2 separate regions of the Mus musculus genome follow, and region 1 is linked to region 2. The links are chromatin contacts, called in public HiChIP or PLAC-seq maps. All regions are on one chromosome and are shown on one strand. The core of a region is the stretch at or near the end of the contact, and the rest is flanking DNA. Distances in the headings are between cores, read along the strand shown. Region 1 overlaps Gm15850 (predicted gene 15850). Region 2 has its middle 25 kb from the start of Tnnt2.

Region 1 (6,955 bases), core at 2,327-4,826, 260 kb after region 2:
AAGTGCTGGAATTAAAGGCGTGAAGCACTGCCACTGGCCCTCTGGGCTTTTTCTAATTTTGTTTATGACTTAAGCTCTTTGCTCCACTCAGTCTGAGCCTTCCTTTTGGATTCTCCAACTTACTTTGGAGATTACAGAGCAGAGAGGAGAAGAAAGGTCTTTTCAGCCTTCTCTGCATCCTCCCTTGACCTTCCTGACACTGATTCTGCTTAAGGCAATGTATTCTCTGTCTGCTGCTTCAAGTTTCAGAAAACAAGGCGCTAAGGAGGGACACAGGCAAACGTTTTAAGAGTTATGTCACTTCAGGCCAACTTGACTTTCAGAGTCAAAAGGTCCCTTGAACTGTTCCTAGCGTGGGCCAGGAGATCCAGCACACACTACTTGAGGACTGACATCGACCACTGTCCAGTGACGTCCTGAGGCTGGCTGGGTTTCTGGAGAGCTGGCGCCATCGAGGTTAACTTAGAATGTAAAGTGTTAAGTGCTTCTTTGCTGGCAATTTTCTGGGTAGGGCCTGGCTCAGGCAAATGTCTCCCGGAGCTAAGGAAATGATGCGTCCAGAGAGACGGAGAATCAATAACTCAAGGACAGGAGTGGCCTTTGCGAACTTCATCAGCGGGGAAGTGCTGTCTGTGGAGGAGGGGCGAGCCCCTCTGGAGATCCATCTTGGAGGCTTGCTGTGTATCCTCAGCTCTCTGGGCCTTTGTTACCTGCCTCGTCTGCTCTCTTTTTCCTCTTCCCTTTCCTGGTTTGCCCTGACTGACCGCCTCTTGATGCTCCTCTTGGCATCCCTCTCCTGTTCTATGCCATGTTCTCTGTCACTGCCTCCCTCTGGTGGGTGGGTGGGGGGTGGCCTTTGAGCCCTATAACATGTGGCGCAAGGGAGAGAGTTCCTCAGGGGCTGAGAACTGCTGTCCTCTGTCTCTATGACCCCAGATAAGCCAACCAATCTGCACTTCTGTGCAAAGCGGAAGCTGAAGCAAGCTACCTTTTAAAAATAGCTCCATTGGGCTGGAGAGATCGCTTTGTTGGTAAAGTGCTTGGATAAGCATGAAGATTTGAGTTTAGATTCCCCGTGCCCATGTGGAAAGCTGGGTACTATGACTATGGCCCACGTAGGTGGGCTAGGAAAGTGGGGGGGATGGTGAACGCAGGTGGGTCCCTGTGGCTCACTGGCCAACAGCCTAGCCGAATAGGGTGACCTCAGTTCAATGAGAGACTCTGAGAGCAACTAAGGAAGATACCAGATGATGACCTTTGACCTCTGCAGACAGAGGAGTGCTGTTGAGGTAAAATTAACAGTTAATTGCACATATGTAACACGTACAATGGTTTGCTTTGCCTTACAGAGATACATCCAGAGATCTATGTAAGACCATCTGAAAGACTTTCTTTGTGCGCCTTTGCAGCCCCTCCTGACCTCTTCAGGCCCCCTACCACTCCTATATCCCTCGCTTTGCCAGGCAACCACTGATCTGTTTTCTGACCCGTTAGGGTCACTATATTTTCTAGGCTGTTCCTCTCAGTGAGGTTAGGGAGCATGTGCTATGGTCTGCTTCTTTCCCGGAGTACAGTTGAGATTCATCTACTCTGCATCAGTCATGTACCAGTAGGTCACCCCCTTTCCTTGCTGAATAGGATTCCGTCGTGAGCAGGTCTGTTTCTGTACCCATTCCCTGCCAGTGAGCATTTGGGCCTATAGCAAAAGCTGATGTCATCACCCCCATACACACCCAAAGCAGGCAACTTCCTAGGGTGCTCTACTCGCTTTCATAGCCCATCAGCTGTCAAGGGGCAGATCCAGTCTCTTCCTTCACGGCAGCTCAACACGAGATGGAGTCCCCGTCAGCTTGCTTGGGTTTGAATCGCGCTCTGTGATTGTAGCATGACTTTACTGGATTGCTTTGTGGAGATAATTATTTCTCCTTCCAGGAGCTGGAAGCATTGCATTGCCGCATGAAACTCAAACATTCACCACATGCTCGCTACAACATTCAGAAAAAGTATCCGTTAATATCTTGCCTGTGCCTCTGAGGTCTTTATGCTCTAGAATGGGTTAGTCCTGCAATATCTGAGCAGCAACCATAACCCTTTTTAGCGGCTCTGTTTCATGGAGGAGTAACTAAGTCCCAAGGGAACGATCTTTGAGCTAGAGACAAATGCAGATATGTCCTGATATCCGACCTGGGAATAATTCCGACTGAGATGACTGGTGGGGGCAGAGGGTCCTTAGTGTTTTCCAGTGACTTCTCAGGGTGGTTCCTGAAGACGCCCAGGCAGTAGAACAGCACAGCCAGTGTAGCCATGGGATCCAAAGGGTTAATATTTAGCCGTGTATGTCTTTAATCACCACAACCCAGTGACCAGGAAATTTAGTAAAATCTTAGTCAAATCAGGATGGAGAGAGAGAGAGAGAGAGAGAGAGAGAGAGAGAGAGAGAGAGAGAGAGAGAGAGAGAGAGACTTTCTTCTATCCACCTCTCAATAGCCCAAAATCCAAAGGGGGCTTCTACCTGTATGCAGGCTAGGGCCCTGGAAATCACTTGGGCCTTTTGGCATCTTTATAGATGGGAGATCTCCAGACTCTGCGTCTGCTTTTACCAACTGTGTCAGAGTAGGTTAGGCTATGCCAGGACCACACAGGACCTACACGTTCAGCCGCTGATCACAAGAAAAGTTTATTTCTCATCTATGCTCTGTGAACAGTACAGGTGTGACAGTGGCAGTGCCTCCCAAAGCTTCACTTTTTATTGGTTCAAGTCACATGGTCCCTCACTATCAGAGGAGTAAGGACATGTAGTCCTGAGCCCTGTGCTGGAAAGGCAGAGTTCGGGAAATACAGGAACAGCACACTAATGACTACTACCCTAGCCAAGTGACCTTTGAACCTGTTTCCTCTTTTGAAAAACAGTCACGATAATGGTGTACCCCAGAGATGATTGTGAGGGTTAGGTGAAAACGTGTGTGACACATCCAGCGTGGTTACAGGGTGAGTGAGAACTCTCCCCTTTCAGGGGCCCAGCCCCCAGGGAGGCAGGCCATGGTTACCTGTGTAGGAAAGGGTGCACAAGGCTAAGGCCTCCTCCTGGAAAGCCCAAGGTGCTGCCATGTCATCAGCAGAGGGCAGCTAAGTTCCTGCAGATCTGCCGATCCACCCAGCAGATCTCACGCCAAAGGCTTAGCTGACGAACCTAGAATTCCACTCATGCAGGGCAAGCCTTCTACCACTGAATTCCACCCCGGCCCCTCACTAATGACACCTCATCTTCACAACCTTGTTCTTGCTCACTCCTGAGAGTCCCTCTCCATCTTTTTTTGTAAACCTACCCCTCTGGCCAGACAGAGGTAGAGTCTATTGGAGAAAAGATGGAGAACCCGCAAACAATGTGAAGGACTGAAATCTACTTTGAGGCAAGCACTGGGTGGAATTCTTGATGTGCATCCTCCCTCCCCCCATTGCAACTCCATGATGGTCCTGAGATGAGGACGTGCTCCGTCTCGCTTTGGGATGTGGGAGCTGATGCTGGGCTCGGTTACATCACCGACTTGGGGTTACACAGCTCATCATGTGGATGTGAGTTCTGGATGTGAGCCCAGACCTCCGTGACTCAGAAGATCACAACTCAGCCTCTGGACTGCCTTTCGTTATTTCACTCAGACCAAAGTTTTGTCAGGACTATAAACGCATGACAGGCTGATTTCAGATGTTTAGCCTTGGGGTCTTATCATGCTGCCAGGGGCAGCACAGCAACCGAACTTCCAGTCTTGCAGCTCAGCCCCTGCTTTACCATCCTATGCAACTTCGGACAAATCTCTTTCCCTCTTGGGGCCTCAGTTTCTTCATTCAAAAATAAGATGGCTGAATAATGTGACCTGGGGGGTTCTTTTTGAGTCTAGATGTTGATATGGAGACTGGTGACCATGAGAATGGCCACATCGATACTGTTAGCAGGCACAGCAGAGTAGAAGGGTGGGTAAAGTTACCATGTTTAAGAACCATGTACAGTCAGGTGGTGGTGCTGCATGCTTTTAACCACAGGCTTCAGGAGGCAGAGGCAGGTAGATCTTTGAGTTCAACCCCAGCCTGGTATACAGAGAGACTTTCAGAGTAGCCAGGGCAAAACAGAGAGATCCTGTTTCAAAAAACCAAAACAATCAAACAAAAAGAAACATGTACAATGGGTGTGCCTATGATCCCAGTTCTCTGGATGCTGAGGCAGGAGGATCATGAGTTTTAGTGGTAGCATGTGCTTCACAGAAAGACTCTGCTTTAAGAAGAAAAAAATAGAATGAAGGAGAGAGAGAGAGAGAGAGAGAGAGAGAGAGAGAGAGAGAGAGAGAGAGAGAGAGAGAGAGAGAGAGAGAGAATGTTTGAGGTTACATAGAGTATTAATTAAATCCTAATTATTATTTGAAGCCAAAAATAGAGTTTGTTTTAGGAGTGATGGATGTTTGAAATCCATGGGCAGCTCTCTGCCTTCCTTGCTATTTATAACAGTCTCTGGTTTCCTCTGTGGCCAAGTCTGTCTCCTTCTAAACACAGGAAGTGAGGCTCAGTTCACGTCTGCACTCAGATCTCCTGAGTCTGCAGCTCAATGGATCTTTTTTTGGGGTCCTGAGCTTCTTGCGGGTGGGAAGCGCTGGGCCCTGCTTCTGGCTGGACATTGGAGGTTGGAGCTGGACATCTGCTAAAGGACACTGTTATAGGATAGACTGAGGCCTGCTCCCACAGATCCAAGCGCAGATGCTGGGGTGGGCCTGGGGTTAGAACTCGAGGTCTTGAGCTCTGTATCCACCACCACCATTTTACACTAAGGCTTATTTAGATTTTGCAATGCTGTTCCTGAAGGAGGGGGTAGGGGACACAGAAAGAAGACACAAGTTCAGACCTCCTTTGGGGACATTCCTGGTACCTATAGGAATCCCTTCCATGTTTTTATCTGTTCCCATAGCACTGCTGTTAAAAAAGTGGAATGTGTCTAAGAGAGCTCAGGCCAGATGGCTGCCCCAAGTCACTGCTGGAGTATTTTAACTACAGTTGCGTGGGAGCTTCCTGATTTGGAGGGGGCTCCCCACACCTCCCCGAGGTTCCCATCTGCCCAGACGCCCACAGCTCCTGTCAGGAAAAATGATGGAGGACCCAAGATGCCTGGGGGAAGGAACTCAACTCAGAATAGAAGTTGAGACTTATAGTCGAGTCCAGTTAGGGGCTTAGCCTTTTCCCCACCCGTGTGTGTGTGTGTGTGTGTGTGTGTGTGTGTGTGTGTGTGTGTATGCATGTGCAGCATTGAGGGCTGCAGGCAGTAGCTGATCCTGAGAAAAATGGGTGTGAGCCTCTGTGTGTGTGTATGTGTGTGTGTGTGTGTGTGTGTGAGAGAGAGTGTGTAAAACATTGAGGGCTACATGCAGTAGCTGATCCTGAGAAATTGTGTGTGTGTGTGTGTGTGTGTGTGTGTGTGTGTGTGTGTGTGTGTAGCACTGAGGGCTCCATGCAGTAGCTGATCCTGAGAAACATCAAGGTTCATTAAGAAGAGCAGCTGGGCAGAGGTGGGAACACAGCAAAGAAGCAGTGGTTATTGACGCTGGAGAGAGCTCAGAGAGGGCAGAGACTGTCTTAGTCTTTCCCTGAACTAATCTAAATCTCTCCAAATGGCAGCTTAAGCCTCCTTCTCAGCTTGGATCCCCACATGACCTCAGCCCCGTTAGTCCCTCACTCCTGAACAGAAGAGCCCAGGAGTCAGGGTCTGGACCTCAGCCACCCAGCTCCTGCTTGCTAACCCCAGAGGGAGCTGCTGGGGTGGCTGGGGCAACTGGAACCTTGAAACCCTAATGGCTAGGAGGCCTGAGTCCGCAGCCATGGGCCTCCTTGCTTACCCTAGCTGCACACCCTGGATGTCAGGAGACACAGAGAGGAAAGCTCTGGTGGCATTTCCCAGCAGCGGAGCTCTGAGTCAGAAGGTCACCTACTGCTGGAAGTCTGAGCAGACCTATGGCAAACAGGAAGCTAGAGTTAAGTACCAAAGAAGTCCAGGGATGGGAGGGAGGGGGAACAGTTTAGGTAAAAACACATTATCTTTCAGGAGAGCTAAGCCTGTTGCTTGTGGCACCCCCGGGCAAAGCTGGGCCAATCCAGCTCCCTTCCCCACAGGCACGCCCTTAGAGGAATCCCTTAGAGGAATCGGGACGCCTAGAACCACTTGCAGAAGTCCAGATCTTCTGTGTGTTGCTTATGAGACTATTTCCCCACTTGCAAAATTGGGGGTAGGGGAGAAGGCTAGAACCTGGCTCATAAGGTTAGGAGAACAAACAAGAACAAAAGCACCAAGTACCTCCCCGTGTAAGCACCGCTCAGCTCTCCACATCCTCCTTTTGTTAGAAGACAGGGAGCAGCGTCCCAATTTCCCAACACTGTCTCTTGCTCTAAGGAATTTGATTCACTGGCTTTGGGTTTCAGATGCTAATATTAATAAAATATATAGGATCCCACCAGGACCCCTTACACACCACCATCACCACTACCTCTCTGGGGCTCTGGCTCTCCTCCTGTTTGCTACGAGGGTAGGAAGAATGAGCTGACCTAACTTTCACATTTTCCCTTAAAACTATTCCAAACAGGCACCTGGGTTCCCGAGTGGAGCAGTCACAGATGGGGGTGGGGAGTGGGGAATGATGGCACCAAGAAGTGGATCCTCAGGACCCTAACGTACATCCCAGCCAAGACGTCTCACAGGGTTTCATCATCTGAGGCTGATGCAAGAAGCTTGGAGCCAGACTCCCCTGCCTCCCCTCCCCCAGAGGTCTCCATCCACATCTTGAGCTGCAGCTGGGTCCTCCTCTTGGGCCTTTTCCAGAGGAAGGAGCTGGGTGAAGCCTGGGAAGGGAGGGCAGCTGGTGAGGGGCCCTGTGAATGGTCCTAATGTTGGTTGTTGGGGGGCAGGGAGAAGAGTGGGGCTGGG
Region 2 (6,657 bases), core at 2,786-5,285:
ATCCCCAGGCCTCACCAAACAGATAGAATGGCTATGGAAGTTATTCTCACAGTAGGCAGCTGGTATAGAACTTGATTGGTGGACATCAAATATTAACATGATTGGAATGTATGGTCAAACAGACATTATCTTTTGCAGTTGTCAAGTCCTGTAATAAATCAAAGTGCTAGCTTTTTTATATAACAAACATTTCCATCTTGTAGCTCACAGGCTGCGTGTGTCCCAGGAAAGCGATAGGCGTGACCCACTGCATTTGTAGACAACAGCAGCCTCTCACTCTGCCTAAAGGTGTTCTTGCTTTAGAAGAACGTTTCTCTTAAAAGGTCACGTGGCCAGGCATGATGGCATGCACCTTTAATATCAGCACTCAGGAGGCAGAGGCAGGCTGATCTCCGTGAGTATGAGGCTAGCTTGGTCTACAGAGCAAGTTCCATGATAACTAGGAATACATAGAGAGATGCTGTCTTAAAACAAACAAGCAAAAAAAAAAAAAAAAAAAAAAAAAAGCAGAATGGGTGCGGGGCAGCCCTGGAGAGGTGGCTCAGTGGTTAAGAGCACTTGCTGCCCTTGTAGAGGACCTGAGTTAGGTTCACACACACACATTTATTGAGCACATCCCTATGCCAGCTACTGTCTGGTGATGAGATTACCATGGGAACCGACCAAGACTGAGCTCTACCTTCATAAACCAGGGGAGAGAGCTAATGAGCAGACACTACACCAGTGAAAGCTACAAGGAGATGCTACAAATCATTTATATGTAGTTATACCTGTGTGTGCCTCTGTTTCTAAATGTGAAGAAGAACCCAGAGAAATGGAAAATACTCCGTGTGGATGTGATTTAGCTGAAGGTTTGACGAACAAGCTTCCTTGCAGAGACCTTCATTGGGTTTGGTTCTCAGGACTGTCAGCAGCCAGCCATAGGAAGAGAGTGGAGAGGACGTTTTCAGCAGAAAGAATGGCAGGGAACGTATGTGGGCAAGCTACTGAGAAGAGTCCAGAAAGGATGGGAGAAGAGACCAGGCTAATCCAGGCCAGGCCAGGATCATATCAGTCTTTGTAAATCCTGGGGAAGGACATCATGCATAGTTATTGAGAGTTTTAAGCTAGAATGAAACATACTGGTTTATATGTCTGTCTGTCTGTCTCTGTCTGTCCATCTATCATCTATCTAGCTAGGAATTAGCCTCACCAGTAGTCCATGGTGGTCTCCAACCCCCCACAATCCTCCTGCCTTAGCCTCCTGAGTACTGGGATTACAGATGTGTGCAGCGAGGTTAGCCTGACTTATGCTTAAAAAAAAAAATCACCTTGGTTAGAGAAGGGCCAGAAGGGACACAGGGAGACTGAACAAGTCAGTGATGTGGGCAGGGAGTGGAGTGAGAGAGGAGATGGGTTGGAGAGAGTTAAAATAAAGCCCACAGAATCAGGGAGGAAGTGTGTTTCACCCCCTCCCCTCCCCTCCCTTCCTCTCCCCTCCCCTTCCCTTCCTTCCCTTCCCCTCCTTCATGCTGTTCCCTATAATACCACCCTTCTGCTGGGCAGCTGGGGCCTCAGAAATTGTCCCGCAGTGCTGTTCACCTTGCTTTGTGAGACACGGTCTCTCACTGGCCTAGAACTCACCAACCAAGTGGGCTAGAGTGGCTGCTAGTGAGCCCTAAGTTTCTCTACTTAGGAAAAAGAACAACATACAATTAAGTTTTTCCTTCCTTCCTTCCTTCCTTCCTTCCTTCCTTCCTTCCTTCCTCCTTTCCTCCCTGATTGCCTTGCCTGCTTGACTTCTTTCTCTCTCTCTCTTCCTTCCTTCCTTTCTTCCTTCCTTCCTTCCTTCCTTCCTTCCTTCCTTCCTTTCTTCCTTCCTTCCTTCCTTTCATGCCAAAACAACAACAACAACAACAACCCAAAACCATCTGGATAGCAGTGTACTTAGGAATATAGCTATTCTTAATTATGACACCAGTTCTTTGTGTATCATAGATAGAAACAGGTTTCCCTCCTAACAATACTGTTCTAGGCCACTCTTGAGGTATCCAGAAGTTCCAATTTCCTGCCAAATAGTTCTAGAGTGTGACTATTGCTCAGGGTCTGGGTAAGCAAACTACAACCACAGTGTGTGGCTTGGACCTGGGACTAGGATAGGCTCTGGGTCCCCTGTAGAGCCAGATGATGGAGTTGGACAGAAACAGAATGGACCTGTCCTGTTAGGGGAGACGTGCCTCTCTCATGGTCCAGCAGTGAAAACTTTCCTGATGCCCTATAGACTTGTGAAGGCCATAGTGGGGTCGGGGCCCTGGGACAACTTGCTGAGTCTCTCTTAACTCCAGAGGCCCCAAGAACCCACCCTTGCTCTCAGGGCGGGAGAAAGCAATTAGGAGGGGTTGACTTTGGAGAGCTGAAAGAGACCAGGCAGTGTGACATGGTACCTCTCTTGAAGACGATGGGTACAACACAGTATTGGCCCAGGTCTGGGATCTGGGGAGCTGGTGGGAGACTCTCTAGTCTCTGAAGCTACTGTATGAGACTGGCACTTAGTATTGACCTCTGGACAACATTATGTGCCCCTCCACCCACCCACCCCAGCTCCCTCTGAATCTAGCACGAAGTCAAAGAAACCTGGAGTATCTACACTGGGGTAGCAGTAAGACAGCCACAAAACCAAGGCTTCAGCCCTTCCCCATCCTGGCAGCAGACATGGAAGTGCCTAGCCTCCTCTCTGCTCAACCTGACACCCCCCTCCCCCAATCTAGTCCACGCTGGTCAGAGGAGGAAGAGAAACACTGAATTGCAACTTCAGAACAAGTTTCAGATGGATCAGGGAGCCTTAACAACCCAAGTGTGACCTATGTAGGACCTACAGCTGACAATTGGGGACCTACAGCTGTAACAGACCCCACAGGCCAGCAGGGCGAGGGCCCCCAGAGAGTGAGCACTACAGGGAAGGGTGATGAGACACAGCATGGCCAGCTCCACCTTCTTCGGGTCTTCCCAGCATCACAGGGAGGTGATGCCTGACCACCTAAGCTCGCTCTGCAGGTGTTTCTCTGTCAGTCAGTCAGTTCCTTTCACGCTCCTCTCAGAGCCATTTTTTTCCATCTTGCATGCTGTAGATTCTCCTAGCTCATCTTGTTTCCACAGCATCTTTCCTCTTGACTGCAAGCACAACCAGAGCTTGGATTTGTTCCCTAAGCACAAGGTGTCACTTGGTGACACTCAGGGATGACTTGCTGGGTGTGAGGAATGCTGAATAACTTTCTTTCAGAGTCCGGGCCTCTTGTTGAACAGGTTGCATACACACAGAGTTCTAGAAAAGACAGAGAGCCTTGTAACTCTGAAAGGGAAACAGATTTGGGGCCCCCCAGGTGGGAGTAGCTGGATGTCTGAGGAAGTCCATCTAGGAGAAAGAAGCCAGGCCTACTTCACCAGGAAGGGAGCTTAGCAAAGAGGTTATCATAAGGGAGAGGTTGGGGCGACTGTCATTCCTGAAGCTAGGATGCTCTGGCCTGGCCAGCAGCAACCCGCCCTGCATCCTGCTCACTTGACCAAGGGGAGGGGAGCAGGAGAGGAGAAATCACACGTAGCACAGAACCAGCTTCTTCTGGAGAGTCATTAAAGGCACAGCCATGGCACCAGGCTTCCTGGGTTCAGTGCCTCCTCCCCCTCATATCTGTTGAGTGGCTTTGGCAGCGTTACTATGTCTGGGTTTCTTCCTCCACACAATGGCAATGATAGTAGGAATGACCTCACCAGGTTCTTGTGGGGATTAAATGAGCTTGTGTAAATATCAGTGCTCACAACAGCACATGGTGGAAACATGTGAACATTGGCTGGGATCTTTGGGATCCCGTGGGTCAGAGTGTGTCCTCTGGCCTCCGCTGGCCTTCCTACGGGGTAGTGCTCCCTCGTCCCACACACTTCCTGTAGCTTCCCACAGTTTAGGTCCCCATCTCCTCCCACCCTGCTGGAGCCTTAGGGTGTCTGTGACTAGACCGCTCCTCCCCTCCTCCCCCTTACCAAGGCTGGGACTTACAGGTCATGGGAAGATAGTTCTGGAGGGGTGAGTCAGCTGCTCTGCCTCGCCTCCTGCTGTGTGTGGCCAACCAGCTACAGGAGGTAAAAGTTAGGCGTTGATGACACTCCCATCTCCCAACAGGATGGTGTTGGTTTCTTTGGAGGAGAGGAACAGAGAGTCCAGTCATACCTGTCGTCTAAGGAGTCAGTGCTGACCCTGGCAATAGACTCCAGTCCCTGTTTCAGCACTGTCTGTCCCAGGGTGGGCCCGTGAGAGACCTCACCAATTACCGAATGTTGGTGTCCATTTTCCAGTCATTCCACGTGTCTCACACTCTAGCCCTGACTGTAAAGTCTAGGTCTCCACAAGACCCTGGCTTTCTTGACATCTCAGCTACCTGAACCCAGGTCCCTTTCACATCACCCTGTAGCCCTAACTCTGACTTCTTCTGCCTCTCCTACCCACACCACTCCCTCAAATCAGCCTGCCACTCCAGGAATCCTTCGGGGATTGACTGGGAGCTTGCTATTCAAAGGGTGGTCCTCTGATGATGGCTTGGTGAGAGTTTTAATCCCTGAAAAGACAGAGTCTGGGGACATGTGTTAGATGGTACCAAAGGACCGGTGATAGAGACAGCATCTCAAATTCCATACGTAACAGAGAAGGCTGTGTGCCTGACGTTCAAAGCCTACTCCTATATGAGCTTGTGTACGTGGCCGGCAAAGGGCTGGACATGCCGAGAGCCCTCTTACAAGTCCTGCCTCTGACACAGTCTTAGCAGAGGCAGATCCATTGTTGTGTCCTGATTTGCCATGGTATGTTCCGGAGGCTTTGGTTTAGGATATGAAACCTCTCTCCACATGCAAGCTTAAACAGTCTGAGGTTGTAGCCCAAACTGGCTCTTTGGCCAGTGTTCTGTTAAAAAGTGTTCTGCAGAGGCTCGTGGGGAGGCTGTGTGTTGTCTCTCTTTCGATGTTATCTGCCCAGACAATATCTCAGGACATTAAAGTTTCTGAAAATCTCAAGTGAAGAAAATGACTTCCCTCATTGTTCAGAGCTTCCAAAATGTTGACCTTGTCACTGAGCATCCCTGAGCCTGTGCCAATGACATCAGGACACTTTAATTCCTTTACTCCCACGCCCACACACCAATGGCTAAGGTTCTTGTTGGAGGTGTTTTGAACTCTGACAGACCCTTGCACTCATCTCCCAGGAGGGTTAGTAGTATTTGAGGGAGGTCAACACACACACACACACACACACACACACACACACATCTCCATTTCTCTTTTATTTTGAATCTCAACTGTTCTGCATTCCGGCGAGTACTCCAGCCTGTGTTGATGTTGGAGTCTCTGCTGCAGGAGATAAGACTGCTTCTATGGACTGACGGCCATTGGAAAGGAAGGTGTGGTCCATCCCGAAGGAGCATGGTTCACACGGGGGAAATTCCATTTGCCTTGCCCACCTGGAAAGTATGTAGTGACAGGGATTTCTAGCCAACCCCTGGACTGGCTTTTGCTGACTTTGTGGTTGGATGTGAGGTGGAACTGGCAGGGTTGGTTCTGATAGCCTGACTCATGGCTTCTGGAACCACCACCCCCCCCCGCCACTAGCAGCTTGGTTGAGGAGGCTGGGCCAGGGAAGTTCTGGGAACCTGCAAGAACGCAATACTGAGAGCGTTTCTCTCCCTAGCCAGTGAGATGGGGCCAAAGTCTGGGGTTTGCAGACATTCTGGGGATCATGGGGTCTGTGGCGACAGGAGACCCAGGACTGACACTCTGAGATCATAAGGCATTGACATAATCTGGCAGCACCGAGGGACCTTGGGAACTCCCCTTATTTTGGTAGCAAGGAAATTATTGAAGTTTCCAAGACTGGGCAACGACTGTGGTGATCCATCTCCTGATGGCTACACAGAGATGACATTTGTGTGCCACCCGGGACTCTTCCCTGTTATATTCATAACAACAGGAGAATAAACATATCCGAAAGCAGAATTCATGAAGTCTGGGTAATCCCATTTCTAAATAGCAACATCTATCACACGTTTTGTCTTTTCCTCTCCATTAGCTTCTATGGAGGCTGCCAATGAAGGCTGAAGGAGCTTGATGGTGTCCTCAAAAGCGACCCTCAGTGACTGAAGGTGTCACTCAGCGGCAGAGGCTTTACCCAGCATGCAAGAGGCCTGGGTTCTATCCTGAGCTTCACAAGAGGGGAGGGAGGGAGGCAAGGGGTGATTGATTAATTAATTGATTGGTTGATTGAGTGAATGAGTGAAGGAGGGAGAGAGATTTTCACATGAATTTCTAAGGAATGGGGTCCTGGACCTACCCCCACTTGTTGGTTCTGGCCCTGAATTGCATTGCACACTAGAAATGGATGCTCCAAACCTCAGCTTTCCCAGCCCCACTTGATACCTGTAGATCGAATCTTTTGCATCTTCCTTTATTCAATGCTCCAGATCTTAAGAGAAAGGATGTCAGCTTGAGGTTTACTCAGAGAAGGTGACCGTGACAACGAGGAACATGGACCACAACTTTAAGGGATGGCTGAACTCAGAGGCACAGAATGGCTGCCTTAGAGAAGGAAGTGAGACCGACTCTCCATGGCCGCTGTGGTGACAGACAAGGGCAGCTGGAGATGTC

What was found. HiChIP or PLAC-seq counts read pairs in DNA pulled down with a chosen protein or histone mark.
Region 1: a CTCF HiChIP or PLAC-seq map of the NIH/3T3 cell line shows a contact between it and region 2, with 6 read pairs. The contact joins two enhancer-like sites. A contact is called at or near these places in 1 of 15 datasets of contacts at CTCF or cohesin (the NIH/3T3 cell line), 1 of 484 Hi-C or Micro-C datasets (embryonic fibroblasts) and 1 of 115 datasets of contacts at active chromatin or transcription factors (pancreatic cancer cells).

What each region holds. Positions count from the first base shown.
Region 1 is chr1:136,123,520-136,130,474 of GRCm38.p6, forward strand. Gm15850 (predicted gene 15850) reads right to left here. Exons shown (of 3, transcript NR_046170.1): 2 at 5,874-5,986; 3 at 4,200-4,264. Among named protein-coding and RNA genes, the nearest start is that of Gm15850, 4.2 kb to the right of the region's middle. Within about 2 kb of position 3,577, at least 84 of the 459 cell types and tissues checked have an H3K27ac peak or open chromatin away from gene starts, as enhancers often do. A contact at or near this core is called in the NIH/3T3 cell line, embryonic fibroblasts and pancreatic cancer cells, where this site is marked.
Region 2 is chr1:135,858,411-135,865,067 of GRCm38.p6, forward strand. No RefSeq gene overlaps it. Among named protein-coding and RNA genes, the nearest start is that of Tnnt2, 25 kb to the left of the region's middle. Within about 2 kb of position 4,036, at least 59 of the 459 cell types and tissues checked have an H3K27ac peak or open chromatin away from gene starts, as enhancers often do. A contact at or near this core is called in the NIH/3T3 cell line, embryonic fibroblasts and pancreatic cancer cells, where this site is marked.